2 separate regions of the Cyprinus carpio genome follow, and region 1 is linked to region 2. Evidence: chromatin contacts called from public Hi-C data. All regions are on one chromosome and are shown on one strand. The core of a region is the stretch at or near the end of the contact, and the rest is flanking DNA. Distances in the headings are between cores, read along the strand shown. Region 1 holds the start of LOC109090948 (ER lumen protein-retaining receptor 2-like). Region 2 overlaps LOC109090821 (C-Jun-amino-terminal kinase-interacting protein 4-like).

Region 1 (4,870 bases), core at 1,689-4,188, 63 kb after region 2:
ACTGTTTCTGAGGAACTACATTGTTTGGTGGAAGAATGCTGTTTTTATTAATATCATACACTTTATTTGCTCTGTTTTATTTTGTGAAACCTTACTATGCTTATGGAATAACCATTTTATGAAAGCAATAGGCCTCGTGTGTTTACAGTGAATTTATTATAAATTCACATCTTCTCAGGGCTGATTGCTTTAATGAATGCATGTATGGATTTGCTGTCTAACCTCCAGAAGAGAGAAGTCATGGTTGACGAGGAAGGCCAGACCGCCGACTGGAACCACCAGGAACTCCACCCTGAACGTGTCGTGGTTGCCATCATACGTGGCCTTGAACTTGACGTATATCAGGTAAACCGTGGCATACGCACATGCGATATAGATGACCTGCACGGAAACATGACACAAAAAAGTCCCTTTGAGTTTTGTGTACTTCGTCTGAATGATACAAAAGTTGGTGACTTTTATATGAACACACTCAAAAATCACGGGAACTAAAAAGTAAAAAATGACCATCACAGGAAATATCTAAACATAAAACATATCTTTTTGAGCTTCCATTCCAAAAATTCACTAAATTCTAACCGTTTGTTGAGGTTAAACTCATTATGAAATATATCTGTGTCCCTGCAGCACAGAAGCAGTCATCAGTAGCACAGGTATATTTGTAACAATAGACAACAATACATTGTATGAGTCACAATATTTCTCTTTTATGACAAAAATCATTAGGATATTAAGTAAAGATCATGTTCCACGAAGATATTTTGTAAGTTTCTTACCGTAAATATATCAAAACTTAATTTTTGATTAGTAATATGCATTGCTAAGAACTTCATTTGAACAACTTTAAAGATGATTTTCTCAATATTTAGATTTTTTTGCTCCCTCAGATTTTCAAATAGTTGTATCTCAGACAAATATTGTCCTCCTAACAAACCATACATCAATTCGGAGATTATTTATTCAAGCTTTCAGATGATGCATGAATCTCTGTTTCATAAAACTGACCCTCATGACTGGTTTTGTGCTCCAGGGTCACAGATGTTCTTCTCTAGTTCATGTTAGTCACAATTATCGGCCCCCAGTTATTGCATCATCAGGTCGGGGAACTGGGACGGACAGTTTCTGTATTGATTTTGATGTTTGTTTTGATCACTGTCCTGATGGAAGATCCCACCACAGGCGATTATAAGAAGAGGAGGATACACACACGTCCTCTTCCAGGCAGATTTGTAATATCTTAATTATTGCCCTGATGGAGGAAACGGGGATTTTCAATGCTTTAGCTCTTTTCTTACAGACACTTTCTATGTTGTGAAGCTCAGGAATCTTGTTCTGCACATCAGAAGAACTATACTCTTTGGTTTTACTCCTTGTGATGGATGATTAATGACATTTGGCCTTTGTTTCCCTCATATTAATAATCCTGTGGAACAGGAAGTCATGGCTGGACAATGCTCTTAGTCACCCCGGTGTACTAAAATAAAATTGTAAATATGAATTGGATATACACTTTAGAGATCTTTTACTCATAAGAATTTCTAGGGGTGCCAATAATTGTGGCCAACATGCATTGGAGAAAAACATTTATTTCATAATGTGAGTTCCCCCCACTTTCAATTATTTTTCTTCAACGATAGGTTACAATTTTATGAATTTTTTGAACCAAAGATTAAAAAGATAAACAATGCAGATTTATTTTCACTGCTACCTTTGCTCATATTTACCACAGGTGCCAATATTAGTAGAGGGCATATATTTATATTTACAAATCCAATGTATGGTGTGTGTGTGTGTGTGTGTGTCTGTGTGTGTATGCAACACCATGCATTGGATTTGTAAAAATTTCACTTTTAACAAACACTGTTAATAGGAAACATTATGCATTGATTATAATATTTGTATTATTTTAATTATTTTATCTAAAAACTGTGCATATTTTAGAGATGAATATTGTCTGACACCATGACAACCCGTCTAAAATACAAAACATTAAAGAATATGTTATAGAATCAGAATACAGAACATTCTTTTAAATTAAAATCAGATTACACTCATTGTTTCCTCTGTGTTTGTGTTTTTTCAGGCCGGTGGAGTTCATGCACATCTGTATTCTAGAGTAAACAAACTCTGGTGGTCTTTTAACTGATCAGTGGTCTGTTATTTTGCCTCGATGACAGGTCTGGTGAAAACAAGGCATGTATATGTGCATGCTTTGAGCTTTAATCAGCGCCGCTTCACCTTCATGGTGCTGTTGTACAAGGAAATGAAGGAAGTGAGAAGGTCCAGATAGCGGCTGGTGAACACCAAGGCGAAGAGAATCTGACTCTTCCCAGAGATTCCTGAAGAACAGACAGAAACAACAACATGCATTTCAACACAGTTCTGTCTCTGAAGCTTTCAGTTCGCTTTAAACACATCAAGAACGCCCAGCAGAGCATGCACAAGAGTGTAAAACAAATAATGTTGTGATGAGATCCTGCTGCCACGTCAGAGATCAGAGTTATCTACAGTCTACATGGAGCTAAACAGGCTTCCCAGCATTCTTTGAGTTCAGCTCACATAACAACCGTGCATTCACACATTACACTCACACGAGGCCTAGTGCATGAGTTTACAACGCGCGCACACACACTCTCACCAGGTGTGAAGTTCGCACACTCAAAAACAGCCCTAGATAGTGCGCGTGGTGACTCACCCGCACACGACCTGGTCTTCCAGATCTTCAGCAGGAGGATGATGATGGCTGCTAAGTGGGACAGGTCCCCCGTCAGTCTGAAGATGTTCATGTTTCTTGGGCTCCGGTGCAGGGTCTGCGGCGCGTGCGAGTGCTGGTCTTCCGCCCCCCGCGCAGTACACACGGCTGTTCCCGACTGAAAGATGGCGAGAGCAGCGCGACGTGGCCACGGTGATGAAGCTCGCGGCGCGTCACTGGGAGGCGAACACCGCTGCACAAAACATGCATTACTGCAAACGAGGTGTTTTCCTCTAGGGGGCGCGCGGAGGCCCCGACTCTTTCGGGCTTGGTTTACATATAAGTACCAAATATAAATATATACTAAAAATATAAGTAATAAAATATAGATAATTGCACGATTGCAAGCATTTGAATGCTAAATACGAATCCGCGTAATAAAAGTATATGAAGTAAAAGCATGAGCCAGTAATCGCGGACGGCTCTGATTGGTCCGCTCTGAACAACGCGGAGAAAAGTAACAAGAGACACGTGGCGACACGAGAGTTTTTCTCCAAAGCCCCGCCTATTTCGACTTTTCTGTCGTGCCGATTTCTTTTCCTCTGTTTCTGTGAAGCTGTGTGTTCGTTTAGAAGCCAGCTCTTATTCAAACACTCTTACAGAAACACCGCATATGTGTTCAGATCACACGTGAAACGTGCTTTTGGAACATTTTCATGCTGTAAATCTTATTAAAGAAATTAAATGAAATTAAAAATACCGAAAACTATAGTTTAACCTGAATAAAGCGAAATCAAATACACTTCTAACAATTAACTTATTGATCATAAATGCATTTTTAAATAAGGTACCAATAAAAACATATTTTCTTTCTCCAGTGCATAGATGTATTATTACAAACAAAATTAATTGTTAATCTTAAGTATTAATATTAATTATTAATAGTGAGTTCATTAATATTATGTATTATCTATAAACTATAAATGTTTTTTTATTTTTTAAAAAATCTGTAAAAATAAATTGTTAAACTAAATAACTAAATTTAATGCACTTTTTAAAAATGAACTTGACTATAAAGAAATCTATATTTATTATTTGCAATTGTCACTCCATTGCTTTGCCAGAAATGTGCTTCTCATTTCCATCAGAAAGCGTTTATTTATTTTTAAACTCAATTGTTTTTATAAATGTGTTTTAAAGGGAAAGTTTATCAAGCCAAAAGCACATGAAATACTGGCTTATTTAGCATTGCATTGCTCTAAAAACACTATTTGAAAGGTTCAAGCTTTTGTAATATATATCTTTTTTAAAATGCATGTGAAGGGCTTTATCTCAGCTAGCTTTGTGTTGCATTTTAATGAGTTATTTTGTCTTATTAACTTACTTAAATAATCATTTAGGCGATAAACTAAACGTTCTGCTTACCTCATCATCACGTGTACTCGCAATATTACATCACAAATAGAAGCTGAACACAAATATTGGGAACTAAAGTAGATTTATTGCACTGTAAACACATAATCAATGTCAGGAGAACATTTAAAAAAAAAAATTCTACAAACAGAACGTCACACCAAACCTGAGACACTTTGTGTTGAGCACTCAACAATAAACAACATTTTAGGTCATAATAATATTGTAAATTCATCGTGAAAAAATGTCTTACATTGGTCCTTAAGAAATTCAGACATTCATTTTAAGGAGGCACAGAATGAGATGTGGAGTTTAATTCCTCTGTATTCATAAAATCAATGTGTTTTATCAGATATGATCATTTTAATCTTCCCCCAGATTAAATCTTAGTTGCAATAAAACAATCTTTTGATTTTGCTGAGACGCATCATTCATCTTAAACCAAGTCCTTTCATTCCTGTCACAAATAATTCATGTTTCAGAAGAGAGGTTCGTTCCTGAGGTTTCAGGACGCAGTACACACAGATCCTCCTCGAACCGCAGCTTCAGGAACACGTGTGTGCTCAGGTGTGTCACCTGCTCCCTCCACGTCTCCAGGTGTTCCTCGGGTCACACCCAGGCCCCGCCTTAAAACACAACACATGTACAGTCAGCAGGTCATTATCACAAATTAAACCAGAAATAAGATCATCATCCAGAATCAGTTTAAAACACTTGTTTCTACATGCTTCTATACTATGCAGAATTCTATGTTTTCAATATAAG
Region 2 (4,962 bases), core at 1,597-4,096:
AGTAAAGTAAAAAACTGTCAGAAGACAGAAAAGCGTGTGTGGGTAGTTAGAAGCATGTGGGCAGTTATTACACTACATACACGAAAGTTTGGAATAATTAAAAAGTTTTTTTTTTTTCTGCTCGCCTGATTTTTTTTGATGTTTTTTAAAGTAGTATTTTTTGTTTATTAGGGAATAAAAAATAAGTGTTTTCTGTGTGAATCTCTGTTAAACTGTAATGTATTTCTGTGATGCGCAGCTGTATTTTCAGCATCATTACTCCAGTCTTCAGTGTCACATGATCTTCAGAAATCATTCTAATATGATGATTTGCTGCTCAAGTAAAAAAAAAAAAAAACTTATCAAGGATGCATTAAATTGTTCAAAAGTGACAGTAAAGATTTTTTTATAATGTGACAAAATATATACATTTCAATAAATGCTCTTCTTTTGAACTTTCTATTCATCTGTGAATCCTGAAAAATAAAATGTATCACGGTTTCCACAAAAATATTATGCAGCACAACTGTTATCAACATTGATAATAATCAGAAATGTTTCTTGAGCAGCAAATAATCATATTAGATTGATTTCTGAAGATCATGTGACACTGAAGACTGGAGTAATGATGCTGAAAATACAGCTGCGCATCACAGAAATAAATTACAGTTTAACAGAGATTCACATAGAAAACAGCTGTTTTACATTCTAATAATATTTCACAATTTTTACTGTATTTTTCATCAAATAAATGCAGCCTTGCTTAACAGAAGAGACTTTTTTCAGAAACATAAAATCATAACTTTAGTTTATGCATGGGATTTTTTTTTTTTTAGATGAATGCAGAAGGAAAAGGTGAAAATGTGTGAAAAATGTCTGAAAGGTGAAAGTAAGCATCTTCTAATGCAGACAGTATTCTCTCTCTCTCTCTCTCTCTCTCTCGCACATGTTCCTGCTGGAGTCGGGCTAATTTGGGCTCCTCTTTATTTGAGCACAAGCAGTCAGAAGTGCTGAGAGCGAGTGAACGGCCGGACCGCACAGACTTCTCCTTTGATCCAGCATGGCAGATGTGAAGAACTGACATCGCATTACCGGACACAAGAGCCGTCTGCCATCGTGTATAAAGGCCTCAGTCATCAGATGCTACAGGATGCTTCCTACCAGCAGCTAAACATCAGTCAGCGATAGAGAGGCCTGATGTTAGCCCTAGCATCATCTCTCCACCGCTGCTGACAAATACACAAAATCAGTCTCTGAACAACGCATGCCATCCAAAGTAGAATCCGCTGCTGTCTGCAATATCCTGATAAGAGATTTGATAGCATAAATATTTATAAAGAGTCAAAGGAAATGAAAACGAATTCGCATTCAGCTTTGTTATCATATGACGTGCTGTTCTAAAACTGCATCGTGTGAATACATTTCATTCCCTGCACTAGAGAAACTGTAGATTGACATTTTTTATAATTGGATGGTTAACATGAAATATGAAAACAGTTCATAAAAAGCTGTCATGTTCTATGATGTGACATGCTATACTCTAATCTTGAACATTTCTTCCATATACTAAATAATAATAATAATAACATGAATAATTTAAAAGTATATATATTCAGAGGCATCATAAAAAAGCATGCACAGTAACAACAACAACAACAATAATAATATATTAATAATTTACAAGTCTAAATATACAATAGCATCATAAAAGATTCATGCAAAATAATAATAATAATAATAAATAATTTACAAGGTTAAATGTTTAGTGATGGTATTATTAGTAGGGGCATGCACAATGATGATAATAATAATAATAATAATAATAATAATATGCATGCACCTTTACAACAAAATAGAATAGAGCAACTCCATGGAATATTTTTACTTGTAAAAATGTAGTTGTCATTACAGAATCATTCAAAACTAGTGAAGGCAAAATAGTGATTAAACCTGATGACAAATGTAAATGCCATTTTCTTATTCAGTCATATAATTACTTTTTTTCCCCAAAATATAGATTTTTAATGGTTTTTAATAAAAAGTCCATGAACGCATTGCATGATATATGCATTTTTTTTTTTTAGAGAAACCTACTTTTTACACAATGGGAATCCAACAGATCTCTGCAAGACAGAAATAAAAGTGACCGCCTTCGTTCTCCATAAGACTAATTACTTTCAGTCTCTGATGGCCAATTACAGTCAGCTTTGGTTTATACATTATACACCAGTGGGGAGTGTTTACAGACAGGCATGCACCGCCAGGATGCTGCATTGTGTAACATCTAAATCCCAATAATGCAAATATCACCAGGCTCCTTCACAGCGGCAGAAACGCTCCAAATGATGAAAACTCAATCCAATATAAATCTGCCAAAGCTCTAAGACTCAAATCTGGGGGCTTATTTGTTTTGGCGCAAGGGAATGAATTGAAATTGCTGGATTTGATAGATGTGTGACTTTATAAAGAGAACGACACAGTCACTCCATGTATAACTGTCCTAATATAGAAAGTCTTCACACCTCACGGGAGCGTCCAGGAGCCCCAGGCATCCTCACTGCGTCGGGCAATTACGCTCCCTAAACCCTGGAAACCTCCCTGGATACACCAGCTGGATGGGTTACATAAGCAGCATGAATGTTTGATGAGCTCCACACGTGTCACCTGACCAGAAGAGCTCCTCACTGTGTGGGCTGCAGTGATTTCTGCTGGGGAGACAGACATGAGAGAGACTCAGTGCATGTGAGGCATCTCAGAAGTGCTCAAGGTTCAGATCAGAGCTCCCCTCATGGTTACTGAATGTCTGTGTGCTGATTCAGAAGTTCAGTAATGTGTTGTGTCAGAACATGTGCTGCATGCACCAGCGGCAGCCAATCACAGGAGGGGGAGGATACTGCGTGCACCAGCGGCAGCCAATCACAGGAGGGGGAGGATACTGCATGCACCAGCGGCAGCCAATCACAGGAGGGGGAGGAGCAGCTCCTTCACTGAATGTCTCTTCTATGGCAGGAATGAAGTGGCATGCTGCTGCTCTCCTGTGGCCAGATCTACAACATCAGATATATGCATACTAAAATGTATTTAGACATTTTAGGCAAGAAACCATTTACTTCCATAACATGTCTTCTTTCAGACTAGTGGAAATGAAAACCTCCGAAAGTGTTCTCTCTTTGCATCCGTAGAATACACATCTTTCAGAAATCTCCTATAGTTTTACTCCTGTCTATATTCTTGTCTAAGTGTTTTTGAGGGGTTTGTTCATATATCACTGGTTTATATAACAGTTTATTACAAAACAAATGGTGAGAATGTATTTATGATGTGATAAAAATCAATTCTCTAAAAATCTTTTAATATGTCAATAAACTGATGTTCAGATTTCTTTTCTGGAAATATATGCAAATTAGTGCATGTTTAATTAGATAATGCATCATTTGCATATTTAAAATATTTTATGGCTTTATTTTATGGTGTCCGTTACATGTATTCACTACAGTGATGACAATAAATTAAGCATAATTACATGCAATCTATCCTAAATCAAACCCTCATCCTAATGGTTATGAATCAGTTTCGGATGAATCAGTTGAGTGAATGATTCAAATGGTTCGTTCGTTCGTTCAAAAACAAACTGTTAAAGCAAAGCAAAACATCCTCAAATAAATCTTAGTTTACATTAAACAGTCTGTTCATTGCAAATCATTTAATGTAGAGATCTACTTTAGAACGTCTGCTTGGCTTTATTAACAATTAGTTTGTTTTTTGGTTGCTTCCCAGAAAGAGACCAACTTCATGTACATTTTATCATTAAAAGAGTGCATTTGAAAATAGTCTTGTAAAATTGCTTGTGATAATAACAACAGCAAAAACACAACATGTTCCCCAAAAACTGAGTTTAATAGATTAATAAAAAGTATAAGGCTAAGATGATTCAGGAGGAGATGAAGATACTGAAGAGATGACAGTCTAACAGAGGATACTGGGTGATGTCCACGCCATTCTTACAGACAGGAAGTGCACAAACCTGGAGGATTATGGGACGGTGCACTCCTCCGGTCCACAAAATGCTGGCATAACACACTCATCTAAACACAACACACACACACACTCACTCACTGTCCTTTAAAAATAGTGCATAGTGATTTTTTTTTTACATTTCTGTAGTCCGTTATTTTGATCCACAATCAATCAATCAATCAATCAATCAATCAATCAATCAATCAATCAGATTTACATCATCAAAAACTCAAATCCAAGCAGTCTACATTTCATATACATATCTGTATTTCATATATATTTATATTCAATGTACAAAGTTACATTCCGAACAGCAAAGGCTCGCTCATAGAAATAAATACCGCTAAGGAAGTTGTCTCTGCAGCTCGGCGTGAAAGCGTCACACACTAGAGTCTAAAAGACGTGTACAAAAGAGTCATAAAAATATGCGTTTGTCTCGACGCGCTATTTCCTGCGAAACCTGCTCTAGTGTTAAAAAAGAGGCGAAAGAGCAAAACGTGACGTGGATCTGCGTGACACAAAGTGATCCATCAGTGAAGATATGAAATTATTTCCTCTGTCCTTTGGTAACCGTGCGACATTCATATGAAAAAAGTGGATGATTTATCTGGAAGGATTGAAAGAGCGCTTATCAGTGAAAACATCCCACAAACAAACACAAAAGCTCTTCTAGTTAAGTGCTTTCACCCAAAAATACAGAATCGCCCTTTATTTGCCATCTGTTCTGCTAAAGGAAGCACTTGCCGAAGATGACGGGCAAAAGCAGAGTTCATAAGAGCACGACTGCTGGAGGTCCGAAGCGTCACTCGTCTCCGGTCATGACCTGCCACACGATGAGGTGGCTGCGCTCAGCTTTGGCCAGGAGGGGCTGCAGGGTGAGGGTGGGCTCGTCCATGTTTTCTGCGTCTCCTCCTTCATCTCCTGTGAAGGACGAGAGGCGCGTGAGTGATCAGCTGCTTCTAACAG

What was found. A called contact is a pair of places that touch in the nucleus more often than the background predicts.
Region 1: a Hi-C map of liver shows a contact between it and region 2, with 8 times the contacts expected there. The contact joins the promoter of LOC109090948 here to the enhancer-like site in region 2. A contact is called at or near these places in 4 of 8 Hi-C or Micro-C datasets (liver and skeletal muscle).

Annotation. Positions count from the first base shown.
Region 1 is chrA12:721,871-726,740 of ASM1834038v1, forward strand. It overlaps LOC109090948 (ER lumen protein-retaining receptor 2-like), which reads right to left and starts at 2,939. Exons shown (of 5, transcript XM_019104786.2): 1 at 2,696-2,939; 2 at 2,239-2,339; 3 at 223-381. The coding sequence starts at 2,786.
Region 2 is chrA12:658,530-663,491 of ASM1834038v1, forward strand. LOC109090821 (C-Jun-amino-terminal kinase-interacting protein 4-like) reads right to left here. Exons shown (of 31, transcript XM_042767073.1): 31 at 4,559-4,917. The coding sequence ends at 4,799. LOC122146935 (a long non-coding RNA gene) reads left to right here. Exons shown (of 2, transcript XR_006161280.1): 2 at 941-1,562. Among protein-coding and RNA genes, the nearest start is that of LOC122146935, 4.8 kb to the left of the region's middle. Within about 2 kb of position 2,847, at least 6 of the 8 cell types and tissues checked have an H3K27ac peak or open chromatin away from gene starts, as enhancers often do. A contact at or near this core is called in liver and skeletal muscle, where this site is marked.